Regions from separate parts of the Mus musculus genome. Here region 2 is linked to region 1. A link is a contact called in public Hi-C data. All regions are on one chromosome and are shown on one strand. The core of a region is the stretch at or near the end of the contact, and the rest is flanking DNA. Distances in the headings are between cores, read along the strand shown.

Region 1 (7,738 bases), core at 1,384-3,883:
CCTGATCCCTGTCCCGCGCTCCTCATTTTAACCGAAAGCTGGCTGCTTCCCTTGCTGCCGTCTTGAAGGAAACCAGGGAAAAGGAATCGCTTCAGTGTTTCCCCTGTGCTTTGGAAATGGGAGTCGGGGGTGGCCTTGTCCAGGCTCCATCATAAACGGTTAAGCCAACGGCCAGGCCTGTTCAGCTTTCCACCCCAATCTGTCCATGCCTGATCAGCTGGTGTCTTACTATCAAGAGTATAAGAGAGAGGGCAGCGCACACGGTTAATATTAAATCTCTTCTTCAGAGTTAGTCTCTAAGTTACAGCTAAACACCAGCAATCTTTTGTATCTGTTATCCTTAAAAGGCACGTCACTGAAGTCCTCAGTAATTCTGTCCCTCACCATTCCAGGCAGGACCACCATATGCAGGTCAATGTGTGTTCTTCCTCTTGGACTTTGTTTTGTTTTGATTTTTGAGACAGGGTTTCTCTGTGTATCCTTGGCTGTCCTGGAACTCACTCTGTACACCAGACTGGCCTTGAACTCAGAGATCCTCCTGCCTCTGCGTCCTGAGTGCTGGGATTAAAGGCGTGCGCCACCATGCCTGGATATGAATTCTTCCCATCAGTGTCCCTGTGGATTCCTTTGGGGCACTCACCATCTTCATACCTTACATTGGGGCTCCAGCTACCCTAAGCTCTTCTGTACTAAGTAAGGGTTAGAACTCAACGCTGCTCCCCCTGCCTGCAGCCTCCCCCAAAATCACGGTTGTTCGGTTTGTTTGGCAGAATGTACTAAAATCCATACAAAATCTCAAGAGACCTAGAACAGCCAAAGCAACCTTGGTTAAGAACAAAAATGGAAGCTGTGGTATGGTGGTGCATGCCTGTAATCCCCCATGAGGTGTAAGGAGTTCAAGTCTCTCTCTCTGTGTATGTGTATGTGTGTGTGTGTGTATGTGTGTGTGTGTGTGTGTGTGTGTGTATGTGTGTGTGTGTGTGTGTGTGTGTGTGTGTGTGTGTATGTGTGTGTCCCTGTCTTAAGAGCAAAACTTCAGGGACTGGGGAGATGGTTCAGTGGTTAAATGTAGAGGAAATCTTTTGTGCAATGTGTAGAAGCTTTACTTGTCAATAAAAGGCTGTTGGCCTATGAGTTTAGGCAAGAAATAAGAAGGTAGAAGTTCTGGTAAGGAGGATTTCTGGGATAGAGTCAGATACACAGGAGAATTGCCCCAGAACTCTAGTGGAGACAATCACATGAAACTGAAGGACAGGTAACTAGCTGTATGGCTTGGCTTAGGCTAGTTCACACAGGACAATTGAGTTATGAGCTAGCAGAAATGTGCCAAAGCTATTGGCCTAAGCATTTATTCATAATAATCCAGTCTCAGAGTGGTTATTTCGGGGAACAAAGAAGCCAGGTAGTATATATCTGGTTACAGTTATGGGCACTGGCTGATCTTCTAGACAATCCAGGCTCATCTCCAAGCACCCACATAGCAGCTCATACCTGTCTGTAACTCCAGTTTCAGGGCTTCTGACACCCTCACACAGACATACATTCAGGCAAAACACCAATGGATATAAAATAAAAATGATAAATTATAAAAAGAGACTAACCTGGTCTACAAACAACAAAGCAAAACAAAATACAAAACCCTGGAGAGCTTATGCTTGACTTTGTAGCTTGTGCTGGCCTCAAACTGATTTTTTTTTTTTTTTTTTTTTTTGAGATAGGGTTTCTCTGTGTAGCCCTGGTTGTCCTGGAACTCACTTTGTAGACCAGGCTGGCCTCGAACTCAGAAATCCACCTGCTTCTGCCTCCGGAGTGCTGGGATTAAAGGCGTGCGCCACCACGCCCGGCTGGTTTTTACTTTTAAATGTAAAGTTGGAGTTTATTTTGTTCTGCTTGTTTCCTTATTGACCTGGAACTCAATGTTAGGTTAAACTGGCTGCAAATCTGCCTAGCCCTAGATAGCAACCTGTCTCTACCTCCCTTACACTGGAATTCTAGGTTTGGATTGCCATGCCTGGATTTTTAAAAATTTATTTTAATTATGCATAGGAGTATGTGTACCTGAGTACAGATATCTGGAGAAGCCAGCACAGGGTGTTTCTAGAGCTGGATTTACAGCTGTGAGCTGCCTGCCGTGGGTCCTGGACGTGCAGCAAGTGCTCCTAGCCACGGAGCCATCTCTCTTGCCCACAACCTGGATGATCGATCTGTCTGTCCGTCTATCTATCTATCTATCTATCTATCTATCTATCTATCTATCTATCTATCTATCTATCTTTCTTTCTATCTATCTATCTATCTATCTATCTATCTATCTATCTATCTATCTATCTATCTATCTATCTATCTAACACGGGTTCATGGATAGAATTCAGCCTTTCATGTTCGCATGGCAACAACTGCATTATCTCCCCAGCCCCAAAGTTGGAGTCTAGCAATACAAAGTTTTACTATGCTAGCCTAGCTAACCCCGCCCCACCCCGAGATTAGTGCTAAGGTATGACCTCAGCCTCCGGAGCACAGCTTGACTAAGGTCTATTCTCCTCCTTCCTCCTACAAGAAGCTCTCTCAAGGCCTGGCCAGAGGTGGGGGAAGATGGGGTCTTTACAGCCTCCCAGGGCTACCCTGCTCTATTCCTGCAGAGCACTGATGAGTCATGGCTCCTCCCATCTGCCGCTGTCACCAGACCACAAGCTTCTTTCTCAACTCTGACAGAGAAGAGAATATTATGCAAACTAAGAGCCGGAGAACACCACCCCCTCCTTCCCATCAAGAAGCACAGTAGGGGCTCTTTACATAACTCAGAGATTAACAACAGGGGGTACCTGTGGGGAAAGAGTCCCAGGAGAAGCCAGGTGGGGAGCTGGTTTGCTGCTGAGGGGGCCCCCCACCCCCCCCACCCCCAGTTTGCATGTTCAGTAAGGAGGGAGGGTATGAGGCTTGGAAGAGATGTCCTTAATTAAGCAACATTACTATAGCAACCATAGATAATCCACTGATAGATAATGCTAATAGGAACACTTGACCTGTCTGCTGTCATGTGGTGTCAAATCCTATATATGCACCGTATGTAAGCCATTACCAGCTTACTGCGCACAACTCAAATGCTCAGCCAACTATAGCGATCGTAGTGGTGTTATCTTATGTTTCTTTCTTTTAGCTGTTTCTTTGTTCATTCATTCATTCATTCATTCATTCAGTCAGTCAGTTTTAATACAGAGTCTCGTTATTTAGACTGGTCTTGAGCTTCCATCCTTTTGCCTGGGCCTTCCTAAGTGCTGACGTTATAGCGAAGTGACAACTTTGGTTTTGGTTACTATCCTTACCCCCAGGCCTCTGCTGTGCTTTGATTCCCTTACCTTCTCCTCCCCTTCCTGCCCCTGCCCTGCCCTCCCTCCCTGTCTCTTACTTCCTCTTTCCTTTCCACTCCTTATCTCCCCTTCCTCTCCCCTCCTCCATTCCTCTCCATCTCTCCTTTTCCTTCCCTCCCCTCTCTTCATTTATTTATTTACTTTTCTTCCTGACAGGATCTCACATAGCCCAGGCTGCCCTAAAATTTGCTATGTAGCCAACGCTGGTCTTGAACTCCTGATTCTTCTGCCTCAATCTCTCAAGTGGCAGGATTACAGGTGTGTGGCTCCACACCAAGTATAAGCCTTTGCCTGTAGTATTTCCTTCAAAAAACACCTATTGAGGGACTGGAGAATGCTTCAGCTGTTAAGAGCACTGGCTGCTCTCTAGAGGCCCTGGATTTAGTTCCCAACACCCACATGTTGCCTCATAACTGCCTATAATGCCAGTTCCAGGAATCCAACACCCCCCCACCCAAAAGCACCAGACATGCATGTGGAATACTTATATACACACAGGCAAAACATTCATGTTCATAAAATAAAAATGTTTTTAAGTGAAAGCACAACTTGTATTTTTGGCACACCTAGGCCTCTGGGACACATAGAACAGAAGTGTGCTTTTTTACATATATGTTTTCTAATCTAGTTTAACTACTGTCTTGCTGAATGATGTTTTCTGAGCCTAGTTATTTAACTATTCAATGAACTACTCAACAGTAATGGGTATACTATAGAATTGCCAGCAGGACTAGAAATACATGCTATAGATCCAGCTCATGGTTCACACAAGGAACACTCAATTCCGGTATCTCTTAAAAGGGACTTAGTACATATAGCTGTTGAAAAGGATCCTGATACAGAGGAAGAATCTCTTTCTGAGGTCACGAAGAGATCAGCACACCTGGAGTTCAGGCCTGGCTTACCCTCAGGGATTACCAAACCAGACTGTTACACTGGCCAAAGTGATGGAACTTTTGAAGCCAGGTCTGCTCTAAAAATTCGAGTATGGATGCTCCCTATCTTGGACAGATGAGGGACTTCTCTGCCAAGAAAGATTTTAAAACCTTGAGGACTCAAACTCAAGGATAAACTCAGACCTCTTAAATACTCATCATAACAGGACAAAAAGCACAATGTCTTCCTTCTTGGTTCCATGGTGCTTCAAATGAAAGAGGAAGAAACACGAAGCCAGGGGGCCTCTTGTCTCAAAACCCTCCCCAAAGGATGTGTATCGCTGTCGATTACAATCTAGAGGTAACATGTGCTGGAAATTTTGAACCATCCATTTGTGAGGCTAAGCCTTTATTCTTCCTCCCTGCCTGAATTCTCTGTATCTTGTACAGAGCTTGTTAAACTTGGTGCATAATTTGATTTTTGGTCTTAGTGAAGAAACTAAAAGCAGAGTGGAGAGGAAATGGTAACTTTCTGACCTCCTGTATTCACTCGAGTGTGCGTGCCTGTTTTCTTAGTGTCTCTTGGTTATGTTTCTCGTTTTGATTTCATAAGTAAAATGTTCCATCTGTGTATTTGTTTTCCAGACCGAGTCCCTAGAATTTTAAGTAAAAGTGTCTCCCAAGTTTTGTTTTGTTTTACTTTAACACACACACACACACACACACATACACACACACACACACACACACACACTCTAGACTCAATAGTAAAAGGAAAGAAGCTACTCCCAAAAGTTGTCCTCTGATCTAGAGCATGTGTACACATATGTGCATGCATGCACATACATGTACACATGTAGTAGTAGTAATGAATAACAAATAAAAATTTTAAATTGGTATCTTTTGCAGGGCATAATAGCATATGCCTATAATTACAGCACTCATAAGGCTGAAAAGAAGGCAGATTGCCGTATGTTCAAGGTCTGACTGGGCTACATGTGAATTTTAGATCAGTAGGGTTACATAGCAAGACCCTGTCTCAAAACAAAAATCAAAACAAAACAAAACAAAACAAAATAATTTTTTTGTCTATACATAGGAATTGTGGTTCTTTGTGTTTCTTGACTAAACAGTCACGTGATTTTACATTCTGAGCCTACTTTCCTATGCTTGGGGGAGGATTACTGCTTAATTCGGAGTGTGGACCTTGGAGTTTGTGGCTCTAGCATCAATCTGGGAAATCTCTTTGCAAACCAGGATGATTGCACCAAACAGTGGGGCAGGAGCAAGCCTCACTGGTGACTGGAATCCAGCAATCTCACTGAGTGGATGGAGGTGGTAAGCCAAACCCAAGTCATGCCTTGCTGATACAAGGCTGGGCTGAAGAAAGGGCTCATTGACTTGTTTAAGGAAAAGAGCGGTGCCCAAAAGGCCAGGCTGAGAGAGAGGCTGCCTCCAGCACACCCTGGCAGGACTCCAGGTCCGAGAGCTCCATCAAAGCCTCTCAGAACGGCCTCTCAGAGCAGTGTTTTGTGTTACAAAACCTGGGCATCCGTAGAGACATGACAGTTTGGGACCTACAGTTTGTATCTGTCCATTTGTTCTTCATGACTCACAGATGTATCAGAGGGTGTGTGAGCTACAGCCCACTCTGCATGTGAGAGAAACCCCAGACCGGTGTGAGCAGCGGGGTAGATATTCACATCACCCTGGGCTTCCTAGAATCTTACTTCCGACACATCCAGGGAGGAGCCAGAGACATTAGTAGCTAGGACTGTAGTCTAACCCTGAATCAGCTGAGCGAATGAGATCATAGGATGAAATTGATGATGTACCTGAAATTCTCCTCAGCACTTTGAGTCTCATCATAGTCTTCACATAAACTCTAGGTCCTAATGCCACCTCTAATGTGTAAAGAGGGAAACTGAGTCACTGGATCTCTAGCCTGCTCAGTGTCTAGTACTGGTAGGATTAGCGTTTGACCTGGCTGTACAACTCTAGAATGTCAATACTGGGGCTGGGGAAGTAGGTGCAGGGGAATCAAAAACTAAGGATCGTCAGTGGCTATAATGAGCTCTAGGCCAGCCTAGAATACATAAGACCTTATTTGAAAAAAAACAAAACAAAAAACAAACAACAACAACAACAACAAAAGGCAAAGGAAATGTCAGCCCTGGGCAGCTGTCTTACGGCATGTCCTGCTTGGGCTGACATTCTGTGCCATGGCTTATAAAATGGGGATGTGTGCAGCACCTCCTCCGTGGGGTGCTGTGATATTCCAGGCATAGTCCGTCTATAGTGAGAGCACACTGCCTGCATACTAAACACTGTTAGCAGTTAGTACACCGGAGGAATCAGTCAAGACTTCTCTGCAGCCTGGATGCTCTCTCTTGCTCCCCTTTTCTGATTGAACCCCAAAGGCCTTCTTGGTGTGTGTGCAGGACGATGAAAGAGAAGACCGACTGGAATGTCTTGAGTGGAGAGGGCAAGCAGGACATAAGTGGGAATTTTCTCCTCAGCAAACCAGCAGTCCAGGAATCTTTCAAGGACTGGCATTTTAAGACTGATCTCTTGAAAGGAGTTTATTGAGAGAAGTCTCTCCATGCAATATCAGCTGAGGGAACTCTCCTTTCTCTTGTGGCTGGTACTCACAGTCAGGAAAACAACAGACACACAAACAAAAGATGAAGTCAAGCCATTTTATGGTCGGGAAAAAACATCTAGAAGGAAAGGAAAGGTTTTCCTTTGTTTGTTTATTTGTTTATTTTATTTATTTCTTTTTGAGACAGGGTCTGTGTAGCCCTGGCTGTCCTAGAACTCACTATGTAGACCAGGCTGTCCTGGAATTCACTGAGCTTCTCCTGTCTCTGCCTTTCCATTGCTGAGATCAATTCCTTCCTTCCTTCCTCCCTCCCTCTCTTCCTTCCTTCCTTCCTTCCTTCCTTCCTTCCTTCCTTCCTTCCTTCCTTCCTCCCTCCCTCCCTCCCTCCCTCCCTCCCTCCCTCCCTCCCTCCCTTCCTTCCTTCCTTCCTTCCTTCCTTCCTTCCTTCCTTCCTTCCTTTCTCCCTTTCTTCCTTTCTTTCTTTCTTTCTTGACGGGGTTTAACTATGCTGGCCAGGTTGGCTTCAAACTCCCTACCCCCTTCTGGGGAATTACAGATATGAGCACCATTTCTGGCAAAAATTTCTTTTCCTAAGCAGCATTAGATGTGTGTGTGTGTGTGTGTGTGTGTGTGTGTGTGTGTGTGTAAATGTGTGTGTATGTCTGGGGAGGAGGGCTGTCCCACTTTTTTCTTCCAAAGCTCCAGTGCTTTCACAAGTTCAAAGCTAAGATAAGAGCAGGTAACCCCAGCAGGGAACCCCATCTCCTAATGCTGATACTTCCAGGGCGAAGTTCCTACTCATAAGGAAGGTGGTGCATGGTTGATTTGCAGTCTGGGATTTGTGGACAAAGTGTCCCCATGGCTCCTTTAGATTCTCTTCCTAGTCTTGCTAG
Region 2 (7,738 bases), core at 3,656-6,155, 90 kb after region 1:
CACATCCAGACTGAACCAAGGGGGTTTTATAGAGGTTAGTCGAGGAGTGGTGACATCCTAGCTAGGAGTCAGAATTGTGACCATACATGGTCAAAAACTGAGCCCCTAGGGGGCGCTCTTTGGTGGGTTGCCGGAAACGTGGAGATGAGGAGTGATGACCTGTTAGCCTGGAGTTTTCTCTAAGCAGACCTGGGTGGGAATGGGGAGCAGTTTTCTCTGTGTGGGCAGGGTTGGGGAAAAGAGGGCACATGGGGTTTCCCAGCTTGTGCAGGGGAAGAGCAGGGTTGCCAGCTTAACGGAAACCACTTAGCTTTCTTTGGTGGGTTCCCCATAGAACACTCATCAGCATCTTTCAAAATGACCAGGTTCCAGGTTCTGTGGAAAGCCTACCACTAGCATGACTTGTTCTTGTGTTTATTCACCTTTTTTTGAGAGGGAGTTTCATGAAGCCAAGGCTGGTCTTGAACTCCTGACTCTCCTGCCTCAGACTTCCAAGAGCTGAGCATACTGGTGTACGCCTATGTCATGGGAGTTTAGACAACTCAATTTAGACTCATGAGATGTGGAAGTTCATACTGGTCACCCCAGCACAGTGCAGAGGAGTTTCTGGAACTCAGTTCTAGCCTGGGTTACCATGTGAGAAACCTTGTCTAAAAAGGTTTTTTTTTTTTTTTTTTTTTTTTTTTTTTTTATTCTTTTTAAGCTGGGTGAGTGGTATAGTCTATAGCCACATATACCTCAGATGCTGGGGCAGAATTGTTTGAGTCCAGGAATTCAAGGCTAGGATGAACAATGTAGTAAGAGCCCTAAGTTCAAATCCAAAACCCAAACAAACCAGACAGCGAGGCCCAGACCCAAGAATTCTGGAGGCTGAGGCAGGAGGAGTACTGTGAGTTTGAGGCCAGTCCGAGACTCCACCTCAAACAGAAACAACCCAGAAGTGAGGGAAAGGTGCTAAGGATGTAGCTCAATGAGCAGAGTGCTTGCCTCGCATGCACAAGGTTCTGGGTTCAGTCCCCTGCCTCCCATACAAAACCCCACCCAGGCAGGGTGGCACACACCTTTAATCCCAGGGCTTGGGAGGCAGAGGCAAGCAGATCCCTGCGAGTATGGGACCAGTTGAGACCCTGTCTCAAACAGCTAACAAACAAAGCAAAACAAAACAAGCATGAAAAGCCATAAAAATGATATGTATTAGAAGTTGAACACAGTGAGATATGTCTGTAACTTCAGCTCCCTTTGAGACAGAAGCAGAAGGATAGCGGCTAAACTGGGCAACTTAGTGAGACTCTGCTTTAAATTTTAAAAATTAATTATTTATTATGTAATATTTAGATTATACATTATATAATACTTAAATCAGGCCAAGCACGTCTACGTTTTTATGAATAAAGAGGTTTTTAGCTTTTAATCATGTGGGTGCATTTGAAAGTTACATTTGAGTGCAAGCCCCCTCAGAGTCCAGAGGAAGTCCTCAGAGCTGGATTACGGTGAGGTGGGTGCTCAGAACTGAACTTGGGTCTTCACCACTGAGGCACTGCTTGCCTCCACGACTCCCTGCTGTGACAGATCCTTGCCTCTCCTTTCCCACAAGGTGCCTTCCTTGGTCATGATATTTTATCACAGCAGCATAAAAATAGCCAATAAGCCCGGACTGGTCTCAAACTTGTTATGTAGGCAAGATTGACATCTGTGGCCCCAGGAAATATTTTCTTCTACTCAGAGGTCCTGAGTTCAATTCCCACCAACCACATGGTGGCTCACAACGTTCTGTAATGGGACCCGATGCCCTCTTCTGGTGTGTCTGAGGAGAGCAACAATGTATTTAGATAAAATAAGTGAATAAATCTTTAAAAAAGAAAACTATAGCACATCATCGTTATCTGTAGTTGCCCTACTGTGCTGCCGCACACTAGGACTTTATACTCCTGTTTACTGTGGCTTAGCCCCCGCTACCTCCCCACTGCACCCCACACTCGTAACTACCATTATTGTCCCTTCCAGGAGATCAAACCAGTCCTTGTCTTTCTGGACTTGGCTGATTTCATTTGTCAATTCTTACACGCGTTCTCGCGACCGGCCAGGAAGAACGCAGCAAACCGGAATCTTCTGCGGCAAAAGCTTTATTCCTTACATCTTCAGGAGCCAGAGAGCAAGAAGAGCAAGAGCAAGAAAAAGAACAAGAGCAAGAAAGCAAGAGCAAGAGAGAGAAAAAGAGCAAGAAAGCAAGAGCAAGAGAGAGAAAAAGAACAAGAAAGCAAGAGAAGAGAAAGCAAGAGAGAGAAAAAGCAAGAACAAGAGAGAGAATAGCAAAACCCCGTCCCTTTTAAGGAGAATTATCCTCCGCCTAGGACGTATTACTCCCTGATTGGCTGCAGCCCATCGGCCCAGTTGTCATCACAAGAAAGGCAGAACACATGGCGGGAAAACTGCCCCTGCACGTGTGCAGATTATGTTTACCACTTAGAACACAGCTGTCAGCGCCATCTTATAATGGCAAATGTGAGGGCGGCTCCCCACAATCAATGATCTCTAGAGCGGTGTATGGTGTTCCAATGGCGGTCTCATCCTTTCCAGGCTAAGGAGGATTCTGTGGCGGATATGTACCGCCTTTTCTCCATCCACGACGGACTCTTGGATGGTTGCGTGCTTTCTTTACTATTGTGAATTGTTCTTCGGTAAACATGGGCACCCAGATGGCTTTTGTACACTGATTTGATTTCCTCTGGATGCGGATACAGTAGCAGGGTTGTCAGATTATGTGGTGATTCTTTTGTTGTTGGTGGTGGTGGTGGTAGTTTTGTTGTTGTTGTTGTTTTGTTTTCTGGTGAGAAGGACTTCACATTTTCCATAAAATCTGCTGTTCCGGTAAATATTATTTACCTTAGATCATTTAGTTCTGAAATAAAAGACACAAACCTTTATATTTCTAATAAGCCTTAAAGCACCAGAGCTGGGCAGGTATCAGCCCTCTGTGCTGCTTTGTCTACTTCCCTGTCAGTAACCCCGAGATATCACGTGTTCTGCATGAGCCACTTCTACTCCAACAGGCAGGCCCTCATGGCCATGCTCTCACGATACATCTACCCCATGGCAACCTCTTCCTTCTTCTCTGCCCTCTTCTCCTCCTATCTCTGCCTCAGACCCCAAGACCAGCAACTGAAGCCCCGCCTAACCTACCTCTGTTCAGCCCTGTTACAAGCTGTAGGCACCTTTATTAAATAATTGTTTTAAATTAAGGAGTAAAGCTTGCACAACTACAAAAGCTGGTATTTGTAAAAGTTCACTTGCCCTGAGCCAACTAGACCTTGGGATACAGAATTTAACCACGCACAGCAACAAGCTGCCTCCATTAACTCCACCCCCACCCCCAACAGTGTGCATAAGTCCTTGAGTCCCAGTTCTTCCACCTTTCTCCTTCACTTACCAGCAGGTTCCACTGGACCAGGCTTCATTAACATTTACTGATAAAGACGAAAAGCTAATTCATGATTTCTGTGGCTTCCCACTGTAACCTCGGTTCGTGACTGTTCGTATTAACAAACAGGCAGCTGTACTCTGTTCTTGTTCTCATAAAGACCAAGAACATTCTGCAAATGGGGTAGAAAATTACAGACAGCACAAACTCTAGAAGTTTGGTAAATAGAAGATTAACAAATAACTAAAACACAGGGAATTTTGGATAAGAATGTAAGAATGTTTGAGGGTTTTTATCATTCCACTGTAGCAAAGGATGGGTTTTGATTTTTTTTTTTTTTTAGATTTCTTTATTTTATATGTAAGTACACTGTAGCTGTCTTCAAACACACCAGAAGAGGGCATCAGATCCCATTACAGATGGTTGTGAGCCATCAAGTGTTTGCGGGGAGTTAAACTCAGGACTTCTGGAACAGCAAGCAGCCAGTGCTCTTAACTGCTGAGCCATCTCTCCAGCCTGAGTTATTTATTTATTTATTTAAATTATATTTATTTTATATATGTGGGTGTTTTGTCTGCATGTACATATGTGTACCATGCATGTGCTTTGCATCCTTGATGGTCAGAAGAGTGAGTTAGATCCCTTGGAACTGAAACTTTGGATGGTTGTGGTCCTCTTCGAGAGCAACAAGTGCTCTTAACCATTAAGCCACCTCTCCAAAAATGTAGACCCTGCCTGGGTTTATATTTTTTTCATGTATATTGTTTCCAGTCCCTGCTTTAGTAGCCTCCAGCCTGGAACATAAGAAGCACAGAGTAAAAAGGTTTGTTTGTTTTGTTTTATTTTGCCTTTTCTTTTTCAAGACAGGGTTTCTCTGTGTAACAGCTCTGGCTGTCCTGGTTCTTGCTTTGTAGATGAGTCTGGCTTCGAACTCACAGAGATCCACCTGCCTCTGCCTCCTGACCTGGCTAAAATGTAGTCTTTTGTCTCAGTGGAGGAATTTCTGCACTTGTGTCATTGGTCCTGGCTCTCTTGTGCTCTCTGGTGTAATAAAGTTGAATGAATCAATGTCTACATAGCACCTGGGTAGTGCAGTGCTGTCTGCCTGTGTAAGACTTGTCAAGCACAGCCCCCGTGTCTCAGCAGAGTTCACAGCATGCTCATTCAGGGGTGGCCTGGCTTTCAGCATAAGCAACAAAGCATTCACCTCAGAGGATAACTTATATTTACTCATAGGGCTAGAAGTTAGCTTTAGAAACATCAGTACAGCGAACAGAAGCTGCAAGAAAACTTCAAAATAATTGGTTCCTTCTCAGCGTTAAACACTAGTTATCCTATGGTTCCTTGTAGTTAGAAAGAAAAGCAAACATTAACAGTGTATCTAGTCAGACACAATTGCAAAATGCAATCTTAAGGTGGGGTTGGAGAGATGGCTCAGTGTTTCAGAGCACTTCCTTCTTCCAGGCTTGGTTTAGTCAGACCCATATAACACCAGCTCCAGGGGATCCAGTGGCCTCTCGTGGCTTTTCAGGTACTGTACTCATGTATACAAACCCACATACAGACACACATTGTTATGAAATATAAACTCGGTAGCGGCATGGTTAGGTGGTACCTGCTGGGCCCATGCCAAAGTGTCCCTCTGAGAAATCACACAGTGTGACAGACATAGTATAAGGGAGGTTTATTGTGGGGGAAGGAAGGGGACCTGGAGGAGGGGTAGAAGACAGCCACGAGGGCAAAGAAACTGGTAATAGAGAAGGACAGAAAGAGAGAGAGAGATGGCAGTCAGGAATATGTGGAAGCAGAGAAAGAGAGAGAGTGAAAGCGAGGAGAGTGAGGGGAGGGGAGGGAGGTGAGGAAGAGGACTGGGGAGGCAAGCAGCCCTCGTATATGCTTTATTTCCAGCAGTGATGCATGCAGTTATGGTGATAGATGATGGCTCAAGCTACTGCTAGGTCGCTGTTAGGAGGATGCCAACACACATAATTAAAACTAAATCTTAAAAATTCAGTCTCTTTCTATATATACATACGTGGTGTTAGCTTTTCATCACTGTAGCACAAATCTGGGATAATTTGTTGAGAAAGAAAAGCTTGAGGGATGTGGTGCCACACACCTTAAATCCCAGGACTCTGGAGGCAGAGGCAGGCATGTCTCTGTGAGTTCCAGGCCAGCCTGCTCTACAAACAGAGTTCGAGGACAGCCAGGGCTACACAGAGAGACTCGGTCTCAAAGAGAGCGCTGGAAGGAAAAACAGCTTTACTTGTGTTTACTGTTTCATACATTTCAGTTCAAAATCAATTGGCTCTATTGCATACTTAAATACATATATATAAAACACCTCTGTCTGTCTGTCTGTCTGTCTGTCTGTCTGTATCAACACTTAAGAATATTGTCATATATGTGTATGTGCTACCAAACATTTATTTGGGATAAAGTAAGATCAAAAGTGTATTACCATTTTGTTCTTCCTCCTTCTCTTTCCTCCTTCTTCTTCCTTTTTGTTTGCTTTTAGGTAGGTTGGTGGGTTTTTTTTGGGGGGGAAGGGGAGGGGGGTCCACTATATAACCCTGGGTGGCCTGGAACTCAAACAAGCTGGCCTTTAACTGTCAGGGATCCACCTGCCTTTGGGATTAAAGATATTTTTACCTTTAATAATATAAAGATTACTAATTTGTATTCCTGACTTCTGGAATTAAAGATATTTTTGTTTGTTTCCAAAACAGGGTGCCTTGAAGTGAGACGGGCCTCTAGCTCAGTATGTGGTTCTCTGAATTTGCCTGTGTGGGATTTTATTGAGGTGAGAAGACTCACTCACAGTGGGTGACCCTCCATTCCCTGGAGGGGATCCCAGACTGTATAAGTGAAAAATTAAGCTAAACATAGGCATTAATCAATGTCTGCTTCCAGATTGTAGATTCAGTGTTGTCAGGTGCGAAGGAAACTCTTAATTCCCAATACCCCAGAAGGCGCAGAAATGAGCTCAGCCTGGACTACAGGAGGATTTCTGGCAGTTAGATAAAAGCTAGCGTTCCTTAGTTTCCTTGTGAAACTGGTTCCCATGTGCCAGAAGGTGTGGTCTCTGGCAGAAGGGACACATGGTGACAGTGGTGCCTATCACAGCCCATGCTGGCCTCCAGGCTCCCTCAGCATCACCAGTGCCTGTGATACATTTCCAAGTCCACACCAGCATCCTAGCCTTTCTGGCCTCCTCCCTCCCCTAAACTCCCTGAAGCTCACAGGCCCCCCTCCTTATAACCTGGCTACCCACTCTGTCCTCTCTTGTTCCACCTTACTCTCTCTTGTTCTCTTACTTTCCTTGGCTATATTCTCTATCTCCATCTCTTGCCATCTCCCATCTTCACTGTTCTCTCCCACTCTGCCACCCTGGCCATGTTCAGTCTTTCTCTCTCTCTCTCTCTCTCTCTCTCTCTCTCTCTCTCTCTCTCTCTCTCTCTCTCTCTCTCCTACAGAAAAGACCTTAACCATATCCTGGTTCTTTCCTGTACCCCTATCACCAACAGTTGTGACCAGCTGCTTCAAGCTCCTTCTCTGTGGATCTGTAGATTTCCCAACTTTGATGGGACTTGTGAACCATAATTAACCTTTTCTCTTGAAAATTGTTTTGCCAGAGCATTTATCAGAGCAACAGAAAAGTAACTGACATATCATCATTCCAAAGTTTTCCTCCCTATATTGCTGCGAAATATTGCCATCTTGTGGAAGTCATTAAATTCTCTGGATTTAGTGCATTCAGGTACACAATGAATGTGGTTCCCTTTGTGACCATGCTCTTACCCCTCTGTCTTACCAGCTTCCCACTACAACCCATTGTTGCAGGGTATGTGATCATTATACATAGAAAACTTAATTGTTAGCAAAATATAAAAGTTTAAATAGATATTGTGTAGTAAGATGTAGTTAGGCGTGTCCTGAAGAGATGCAGTTTGGGTGTGCCTCTGAAAGCCTCCATAGATAACAATGCTACAGACTGGAAAGCGCCTGCCTATTTTAAGCTATTTTAAGGCAAATGCTTAGGAGAGGGTTTGTGGTCTTTCTCCTATGACCTGAGGCAAAGTCAGCTGGATGCCTTTGAGCTACCCCATGTAAAGGTTTGGCCTACTGTGTTGGCTTGGGACCCCTACCACCATAATGGTGAGGCGACTTGGTTCAACCTACCAAGGGTCTAGGAGGAGCTAAAGACTTCTTTTATAGCAACTGGACCTCACTCCCTCTTTTGGCTTGGAAGAGCCTTTATGGAAGAAGCTCCAGGCAAGGGATGAAGATTCTCTCTGTGGGCCTGTAGGAACTACAGAG

Evidence for each region. Hi-C and Micro-C count contacts between places; a contact is called where the count stands out from the background.
Region 2: a Hi-C map of bone marrow-derived macrophages shows a contact between it and region 1, with 39 read pairs. The contact joins two enhancer-like sites. A contact is called at or near these places in 5 of 39 promoter capture datasets (the C10 cell line, the HPC-7 cell line, the SN4741 cell line and 2 more), 1 of 15 datasets of contacts at CTCF or cohesin (the NIH/3T3 cell line), 11 of 484 Hi-C or Micro-C datasets (the AML12 cell line, the C3H10T1/2 cell line, the HL-1 cell line and 7 more) and 7 of 115 datasets of contacts at active chromatin or transcription factors (the HPC-7 cell line, bone marrow-derived macrophages, embryonic fibroblasts and 4 more).

Annotation. Positions count from the first base shown.
Region 1 is chr15:38,532,893-38,540,630 of GRCm38.p6, forward strand. No RefSeq gene overlaps it. Among named protein-coding and RNA genes, the nearest start is that of Azin1, 17 kb to the left of the region's middle. Within about 2 kb of position 2,634, at least 147 of the 459 cell types and tissues checked have an H3K27ac peak or open chromatin away from gene starts, as enhancers often do. A contact at or near this core is called in bone marrow-derived macrophages, where this site is marked.
Region 2 is chr15:38,620,321-38,628,058 of GRCm38.p6, forward strand. No RefSeq gene overlaps it. Among named protein-coding and RNA genes, the nearest start is that of Gm41309, 22 kb to the left of the region's middle. Within about 2 kb of position 4,906, at least 3 of the 459 cell types and tissues checked have an H3K27ac peak or open chromatin away from gene starts, as enhancers often do. A contact at or near this core is called in bone marrow-derived macrophages, where this site is marked.